Regions from separate parts of the Danio rerio genome. Here region 2 is linked to region 1. The links are chromatin contacts, called in public Micro-C maps. All regions are on one chromosome and are shown on one strand. The core of a region is the stretch at or near the end of the contact, and the rest is flanking DNA. Distances in the headings are between cores, read along the strand shown. Region 1 holds the start of mmp16b (matrix metallopeptidase 16b (membrane-inserted)). Region 2 holds the start of npc1 (Niemann-Pick disease, type C1).

The links. A called contact is a pair of places that touch in the nucleus more often than the background predicts.
Region 2: a contact with region 1 is called in a Micro-C map of caudal fin, with 7 times the contacts expected there. The contact joins the promoter of npc1 here to the promoter of mmp16b in region 1. A contact is called at or near these places in 1 of 18 Hi-C or Micro-C datasets (caudal fin) and 1 of 4 datasets of contacts at active chromatin or transcription factors (caudal fin).

Annotation. Positions count from the first base shown.
Region 1 is chr2:3,847,155-3,851,929 of GRCz12tu, forward strand. It overlaps mmp16b (matrix metallopeptidase 16b (membrane-inserted)), which reads right to left and starts at 3,144. Exons shown (of 10, transcript XM_695689.11): 1 at 2,744-3,144. The coding sequence starts at 2,863. The region is part of intron 1 of LOC141377726 (a long non-coding RNA gene); the gene reads right to left.
Region 2 is chr2:3,993,408-3,998,147 of GRCz12tu, forward strand. npc1 (Niemann-Pick disease, type C1) reads left to right here and starts at 2,970. Exons shown (of 25, transcript NM_001243875.1): 1 at 2,970-3,076. The coding sequence starts at 3,011.

The DNA of each region.
Region 1 (4,775 bases), core at 1,894-4,393:
GAATAGAATAGAATAGAATAGAGTAGAATTGAGTAGAGTAGAATATAATATAGTATAATGGACTAGAGTAGAATAGAATATAATAGAACAGAGTAGAATTGAGTAGAAAAGAATAGAATAGAGTAAAATAGAGGAGAATTGAGTAGAATAGAATAAATTAGAGTAGAAGAAAGTAGAGAAGAATTGCATAGAATAGAATAGAATAGAATAGAATAGAATAAAAAAACAGTAGAGTAGAATAGAGTAGAGTAGAATAGAGTGGAATAGAGTAGAAAAGCATAGAATAAAGTAGAATAGATTAGCATAGATTGGAGTAGAATAGAATTGAATAGAATATAGTAGAATAGAGTAGAGTAGAGTAGAATATAATAGAACAGAGTAGAATTGAGTAGAGAAGAATAGAATACAGTAGAATAGAGTAGAAAAGAATAAATTAGAGTAGAAGAGAGTAGAAAAAAATTGCGTAGAGTAGAATAGAATAGAAAAGATTAGAAAACAGTAGAGTAGAATAGAGTAAAGCAGAATAGAATAGAGTGAAATAGAGTAGAATAGCATAGAATAAAGTAGAATAGATTAGCATAGAATAGAGTAGAATAGAATTGAGTAGAATAGAATAGAATAGAATAGAATAAAGTACAGTAGAATAGAGTAGAATAGTATATACCAGAGTAGAATAGAGAAGAATATAATAGAGTAAAAAAGAGTAGAATAGAATAAAGTAGAGTGGAATAGATTAGAGTAGAATGGAGTAGAGTAGAATAGAATAGAGTAGAATGGAGTAGAGTAGAATAGAGAAAAAAGAGTGGAGTAAAATAGAATGCAATAGAATATAACAGAATAAATGTGTCTTACATTTTAGAATGGCACAGCATAATATAAATGAAAAAGCATTGAATAGTACACAATAGAATTCCAGAACAGAAAGTAGAATAGAATAGAGCAGAATAGAATTCCATTCAGTACAATGAGTTTTGTTCTGTACGCTGATTCACAGAACACACCAGAACAGAGTAAACTAAAATGAAATAACAGAATATAATAATCAGAACTGAATAGAACTATAGTCAGTACATCAAATCACAAAAAGGCAAAAATAGAATTAAATAGAATAGAAATGTGTGTCTAATTATTAAGAATGGCACAGCATAATAAAAAGCAAACAACATTCCTGCCTACTTCATTTAATAGAATAGCACATTCTACTTTAGTGTAGACTAGAATGGAAAAGAAGAGCATTCCAGTTTACCTAATTTTGTCAGAATCAAATTTTGTTCTGTTTGCTGAATCACAGAACACAGCAGAACAGAGTAAACTGAAATGAAATAGAGTAGAACAGAATTCCTGTCTACCTAATATTAAGAATGACATAACATTATAAAACAGTAGTCTTGATTTTATAGAATAGCACATTCTACTTTGATGGAATAGAACAGAATTTCAGTTGACTTCAGTCTTTCTGTATTACAGAACAGAATTCTGTACATTCCTGTTTACTTTAATCACCAAAAAGACTAGGCTAGGTTTAAATAAAATAGAATAGATTAGATTTACTGGCTATTTATTGTTAAGGATAGGATAACATGATATAAAGCAATAACGTTCCTTATAACGTCTTTATTATAGAATAGAACAGGGTTTAATTTCCTTAATTTTACTCAATTGTGTTTGTTCTATTCTGTTCTTATTTATTCAATTATGGAATGGCAGCATTTCAATTTACCTAGTTTTATTAGAGAATTGAGTAGATTTTTTTTCAACCAGAACAGAGTAAAATAATGAAATAGCATGGAACAGAATAGAATAGAACAGAAAAAAATAGAATAGAATAGAATAGAATAGAATAGAATAGAAATAGGTTCCATACATGAAAGCACAGTAAAGGCTAAACTAAAATTAAATAGATGAGCAGTTCATTTCTTTTTCAGAATAAGATGGAATAGAATATAACAAATCCCCAAAAAACTCTATACTACAATTCAATAAAATAGCATAGAAGTTTGGAAGAGACGACAAATCTTTTCAAACCCCTGAATCACAGATTAGGATATAATGAAAAACAATGTCATTTCAGTGCACTTTGTATTAGAGAATAGAAGCATTATAGTCTGCTCGCCTAATCTGCTTTATTCTATACTGTAAATTGATGCAGTAAACACGAATGTAACTCAAGGTAAACAGACATGATGATGTTGTGAAATGCAGTGTAAACACAAATGCCGTTCTGTTTTATCTGAATGTCTGTAATTTTAGAATAGAACAGAATAAGAAGCACAATTCAAAGGTAAACAGACGTGACATGTTACTGTGAAACGCAACGTAAACACAAATGCCTTTCTGTTTATGCGATGCAAGTCTGTAATTTTTATCTCTTAACATTATTTGTTTACATTTGTATGGAAATATACTTATAACAAAATATGTTTGCTTTCCATACTGAAACGGCTAAACCATTCTAAAATGAAGCATTTCTGTTTAGCAGATATACCAAACAACCAAGCAGTGTCATTCCTCTCTTCACAATAACAGAATAGCTGTAAATAGCACAGATTCAAACGGCACATGGTGCAGATCGACTAATGATTTCAATGTAATTCAGTGTATTGCTCATTTATTTATGACCTGCGTTATAAATAATGTTCTAGTGTGGTGTTATTCTGCTTATTCCGACCATACGCTTGTGTGTGTGTGTGTGTGTTCATGACTCAAGCAGAAGATGCTGATGCTGATGTTGGGCCAGTCTTACCTCAACGCTGAATTGATGCTCTTCGGCCGCTGAACGGCACATCCACATAGCGTTATGGAGCCAGAACAGCAGCGCATACACACAGTCCAGCCTTCGCCTTTTCAGCAGCGTAACGTTCATATTTGTAAATTCGCTTGATAGTCCGTTTTAGGCGACTATTTGTGTCTCTATATCCTCGTATGTCAGTTAAGCAAGTGGCATTTTGGACCGAAGATGAAACGATCGCAGCGCGGAGAAGCATCGGCGTCCGCACATTGTGTCATTTCTCTGGCAATCCGCAATCCATCTTTAATATCCGAGGCACTATTTCGAGACATTTCTCCTGCTTTGAAACGCTACCTTGGCGAACTGGCAGGTTGCTTTTTTTCTATATTGAGCAGCATCCAGAGCGTAAGCACTGCGCATGCGCTCTGACTCGCTGGGCAGTGATGCTTGTTGACTAGTAGGCACCATTCATTCTTCCTTCATTCTTCCCTCTCGCTTGTCAATCACAGATCAATGAACGTGTAAAATGGGGGTCTTTGGTGGGCGGGACACCGACTCTGACGGTTTTCTTGAACTCACATCCGTGAGATATTACCAAAAACATTAGATGGTTGATGTTTGAGGAGGGGCGGAAGGGGCTATTAATAATTAATCATATTAGAACAATCTCTTCCATGTTTTCTAAGTTTGGTTACAATCCCCTATGTCATTTTTGTTCTTTCATACATTCCGATTTAATACTTTACAAGCTTAAAATGCAAATGTAATTGGTCAGAGATTCAGTAATATTCACAAATATTAAAATTTCGCGGACATTTGAAGAAACTATCAGGCTAAATTGATGTCGACCAATTGCGCCGGCCATTTTCTTTTCTTTTCTTTTGTAAAAACGGCGGGTAAAAAAAAACATATGTAAATAATACAATAAAATTGTGAAATTGGACATGTACATCTGTAAGAAAGCAAACATTTCATGCACCACAAGATGGGGGTGGTTCACTATTTTAAAATATAGCCTATTTATAGGCTATATCATATGGGCCTAGCGATTTTCAGTAATGACTGACGTATTAGCCGATATTCTGACAAGCAGTGTATTTTTCTTTTTTCTTTTATAAATTGACACACATGGGTTCATGTTTTTGTATTATTGTTATTAATTTACACAAGTCTGCTTAAAATGCATTTTATAGCTTGACATTTTCCACTTTGGAAGAAATAATATGATTTTTTGAGTTAGCTAAAGTGCTAACAAATGTCGAGATAGTTGTTGTCCCGGGTATAGGCCTGCAATACCACGCAAAATACTGGGCATATAATCAGGTGCCAATTACAGTGGGGTTTGGGGGGATTGACCCCCTTAAGTAATGCTTGACCCCCCTGAAGGACATCAAAACAACATGTTGGGCAGTACGTCAATTCTTTAATAGTAACCCAGCTAAAAAATCCAGCTTAAAACCAGCATAGGCTAGTTGGCTGGTTTTAGCTGGTCGACCAGGCTGGTTTTGGCCATTTCCAGGCTGGTTTCCAGCCATTTCCAGCCTAGTCTTAGCTGGTCTAACCTGGTTTAAGCTGGACATAGCTGGTTTTGACTGGGCTCCCAGCCTGACCAGCTAAGACCAGGATGGAAATGGCTGGAAACCAGCCTGGAAATGGCCAAAATCCCTTTAAAACCAGCCTGGTCGACCAGCTAAAACCAGCCAACCCACCTAGGCTTGTTTAAGATGGTTTTTTCAACATGTTGCGCAGTCAATTCTTTAATTCTGAGAAATAATTTGCTCCACTTTGTATTTTAAATAATAATGTCAATTAAAATTAATATTAAAATCTAATTAATAATATAAATATAGATTTGACCACCCTTATAATGGTTCGTGCAACTGTGAATGCATAATTGCGCCAATCAGTCAGCCAGAAAACTTATTCAACAGTCTGAAACCGGCAGGTCTAAAGCACCGATAGACAACGTAACTGTTTATAAGACTGTTCTCGTAAACTAGCTGTTTGTTTACATATTAGATGCATTTCTACAAATTTGATGCATAGA
Region 2 (4,740 bases), core at 1,720-4,219, 150 kb after region 1:
TTTAAAGAGGTGTGATACAATCAGTTGTTTTACATTCTAATCATGCTAATTTCGTTAAAGCTCTTTTAATCACTCATTATAATCACATTAACAGTACTTGAACTCATCACATATGCAAATTGCCTATTTTTATGACCACAAACCGATGTTTTTGTAGCCTATAGATATGGAAGTTGTAGTATTCTTTCATCTGCGCACTTTGTCAAGTAAAGCTTCAAAACATTATCTTTTCAAAAGAATTATGAATATTAGCTACCTGATGAGCTCATGCTTCCAGTCATAATGTTCACCGCTCGTTAATATTAACGTAGTCAGTCGGGAAATGACCGAACTCATGAATATGCAAATTATATGCTTTTAGGAGCACGTAACGTCAGAAAATAAAGTAACTTCCACAAAAACGATTTTTTTATGATTTCTAAAAGAACAAGTGTCAGCTAACAATTTGTTTCTACAATGTCAATCGTTTTTTGACTTCATTTAAAATTGATTATAAATTAAATAATATTTAAATAAAGATTTAAATGAATGAATTATCCTGAATTTGATTAAAACAAACTAATTAACAAACAAGTAAATGACAACAAACAAAATTAACAGAAATTATGATGAAATGGCACCTATTCATTGTTATTGGAACTCTATACAAGACATATTGATTACCTGACCAGCTCTTCCAGTCATAACGTTTGCTGCTCATTAATATTAATATAGTCACGTTGGAAATGGCTGAACTAATGAATATGCAAATCATATGCTTTTAGATCACAAAATGTCAGAAAATCAAGTAACTTCCACAAAAACAAGTTCTTTATGAGTTTTAAACGTTGAACGTTTCTTGACTTCTTTTAATATCAATTACAAAAATAAATAATATTTAAATAAAGATTTAAATGAATGAATGAATTATCCTGAGTTTGATAAAAACAAACTAATTAACAAACAAATAAATGACAACGAACAAAATTAACAGAAATTATAATGAAATGGCACCCATTCATTTATTAATCTTCATTTAAGACATATAGCTACCTGACGAGCTCTTCCAGTCATAACATTCGCCACTTATTAATATTAATGTAGTGATGTGGGAAATGACCGAACTCATGAATATGTAAATTATGCTTTTAAGGTCACAAATTCGAGAAAGTAACTTCAGAAAATAAACTAAATTCAACAAAAAACGAAATCTTTATTCAGCTAACAATTTGTTTCTACAACATTGTTTCTCGACTTCATTAGTGATCATAAAATAATTAATATATTTATATAAATCCATTAAAAGCAGAGTAAAGAGTTTTTATACACCCTTTTTGTTGTAATTAATTTTTCCTTTTTGTTTTAAGCAGTAAAAGTCACAATGAAAACTCTGCAACTTGTATGACTGAGAACAATTTACATTTGTGAATATATATATATATATATATATATATATATATATATATATATATATATATATATATATATATGTATATGTATATATATATATGTATATATATATATATATATATATATATATATATGTATATGTATATATATATATATGTATATATATATATATATATATATATATATATATATATATATATATATATATATATATATATATATATATATATATATATATATATATATATATATAATAAAACGAATACCTACCATGGGAAAAGTAACAAACTATGTGCCTTATAGTTAAATCAATTCCTAATTTACATTTTGAAGCATAAATAAAATGAGAAAAGTCAGACCAACATTTCCTATAAAGGGGGATATTTGAGAAATAAATAGACTCAGATTATTAATATACTCAATTTCAGATTTTGATGTAAGCTCTTTAGTGTGATAAATGTTTACAGTTTATTTATTTTACTTTGTTGATACTCATAATTTATAAATCTCATTAATATTACTAAAGTCGGTCTCGTGTTTTGACTAAGTTCGCCTTCTGGCTAATGAATTTAGCCAACGTCACGTTACTAATTAATATTCAAGAGCTAAGCGATCTGCATATTACTCGCAGTTCTCGGATTGGGCCACCAGATGTCAACATAAGACCACATCAGACGGAGAATTGACTGTTTACGAGTTGTTGCTAAAAGGGATACAGCTGCGGCTGGGAGTTAAGAAGAATTTTTTATTAAATCAATTTATAAAATTGAATTGTATTTTATTGACGTTACACCTACCTCAACTCTAAACCCAACCATCGCAGTAATATAAAACAGTAATCATATAAAATATTCATATTATTTATTAAATAACTTATTTAATTGTATTTTATTAACGTCTACCCCAACCCCAACAGTAATGTAAAAACAATAATTATATCAATTATTATTTATATTATTTATTAAATTACCCATTACATTGTATTTTATTAACGTCTACCCCAACCTTAACTCTCACAGTAATTTAAAAACATTAATTATACCAAATATCATTCATGTAATTTGTTAAATTACCAATTAAATTGTATTTTATTAACGTTTACGCCTACCTCAACCCTAAACAAAGGCCTCACATACTGTGAAAGCAGTAATTACACCAACTATTATTCATATTATTTATTAAATTGCTCATTAAATTGTATTTTATTAATATCTACCCCTACTCCAACCCTTAGATTACTGTAAAAATAATAATTGCATGAAATATTATTTAAAAAATTATCCGTATTGTCCTCACTGAAATGTAAAAAAAAATTATAACAAATATTCTTTATTAAATTACGCAGTTAATTGTATTTTATTAACCTCTCCCCTACCCCCAAAGTAAAGTAAAATAGTAATTATTGTTGTTCAGTGTCTCAAATTTTATGCCAGGATCCTCAGCTGTATCCCCTTACCCTGTTTTTCCAAGCTCTTTGACTGCGTTTCAGACTCTCCGCCGATAGAGGGCGGTATCCCCCGTTCATTTCTACACAGAAAAGCTGGACGCGTTTGCAAACAGGAAATAAGAAAGCTCCTGTCCCGCGGATCTGAGTCAGACGAGCTCTGGAGTCTGAGCCGCGATGCTTCTGCTGGGGAGAAACCACATTTTCCGTCTTTTATTGGCCACAGTTTTATTATCACATTGGGTAAGTGTTCGTTCGTTATCCTGGCTGTGACTCCTCAACCGCTCTCTTTGTAACTTAAGTTAGCCTAGCACAAACTTCAACTTTAGCCTAACTCAGAAGACCTGTCAGCCCTCAGCAGGAATATAATGTCATTTATGAACTCTTAATAGTATCTGTGTCGTTATAAGAGGCTACTTTTGTTGTTTCTGAACAAAGTGACAACTTGTGACTCGGTCAATATGTTGTGTAGCACGCTAACATTACTTCATAATCGGTCTGAAGTCGCATGTAAGCAGGATATTGAGTTAAAGTTGGTTTGAAATTCGCACAACCGTTCAGTGATAACCTGTGACATGTTCCCTATATTGTTTACTATTGTACATCGAGTATTCTGTCTGAAATCACATCAAATATGACTCAAAACAACATTAGCACTATTTAATTGACTTGAAAAATGTACTTTGGTAGTCATTGGCTGCCAGTGTTGAGCCAGTTACTGAAACATAGTAACTCGTTACAGTTACTAGTTACTTCATTCATAAAGTAACTGAGACGTTACTTTTCCAAAGAACATTTTTTTTTCATATTGAATAAAAGAAAATAACATCTGCATTGAAGAGAAAATACTATAACAAACGATTAGAAAAGAAGAGAAAGCCTCAATCATTAATAAAAAAAATATCATACGCTTGCCTTGCCTTGCCTATAAGCTTAAGAGATTCAACATTCAACGAAATTCAGCAATAAAATGATTAAATCTAGGTATTGCCTTTAGGAACTTATTTTCTTAGAAACATTTTTATGCTCACATTAATGCCGTTATAACGTCACTTCAGTGCTGCATGGAGAATACACTGTTGAGCAGCTTCACAGATTTAATTAATTCGTTTTCTCACAACTAAAACACAAAACAGACTTAAACAATAAGTCATTTTTAGTAGGCATGGGCCGGTATAGGATTCTGACGGTGTGATAACATTTAATAATACTTGATGATTACAGTTGTTGCACGTCCTCTGGCTCCCGCCTCTTAATGACCGAGTTTGAGCTACTTGTTTACATTAAGGTAGTGTTAAAAAAAAAAACAACAACTGTGAAGAAACTTGACACAGAGGAACATAAAAACTGCTGCCAGTTAGCGTTTGAGAAATGTTACTGCAGAACAACACAAACAGCAAACAGAAGTATAAATGCACGGCTATGTGCAAGGTATGCAATGGGGGTCACGACGCAGAAGTATTAATCAGCCTTTACTAGTAATGCTGTATTGACCAACACTGCTAATATGATTTCCCTGTATAGAACTTGCAAAAAATTCTTTTCTGAAGTGATATTATTAAAGAGAAAGTCTGATTTCTGATATTATTTTACTTTACTTTCTTTGTTGTCCACAAGTAGAAATTTCTCTTTGGCATCACCACACAACCACACCAGCGTTCACATCACACATATTGCAGAAAACAGGCAAAACAAATGAACAATTCCATGCAAATGTCAACCTTGCCATGCAAAAAATAAGTTTTCAGCTAAATAGAGAAGCAGTTTCTAAGTTTTTTGTGCAAGCAAGTATTTTGCAGTTTGCAGAAGTCACACAAGTGGCAATTTCACATCAGTCACATCCATAACGGAGATGTCACATCCATAACGACACTTTTTCCTCGTAAATGCAAAAATATAAATCAAAT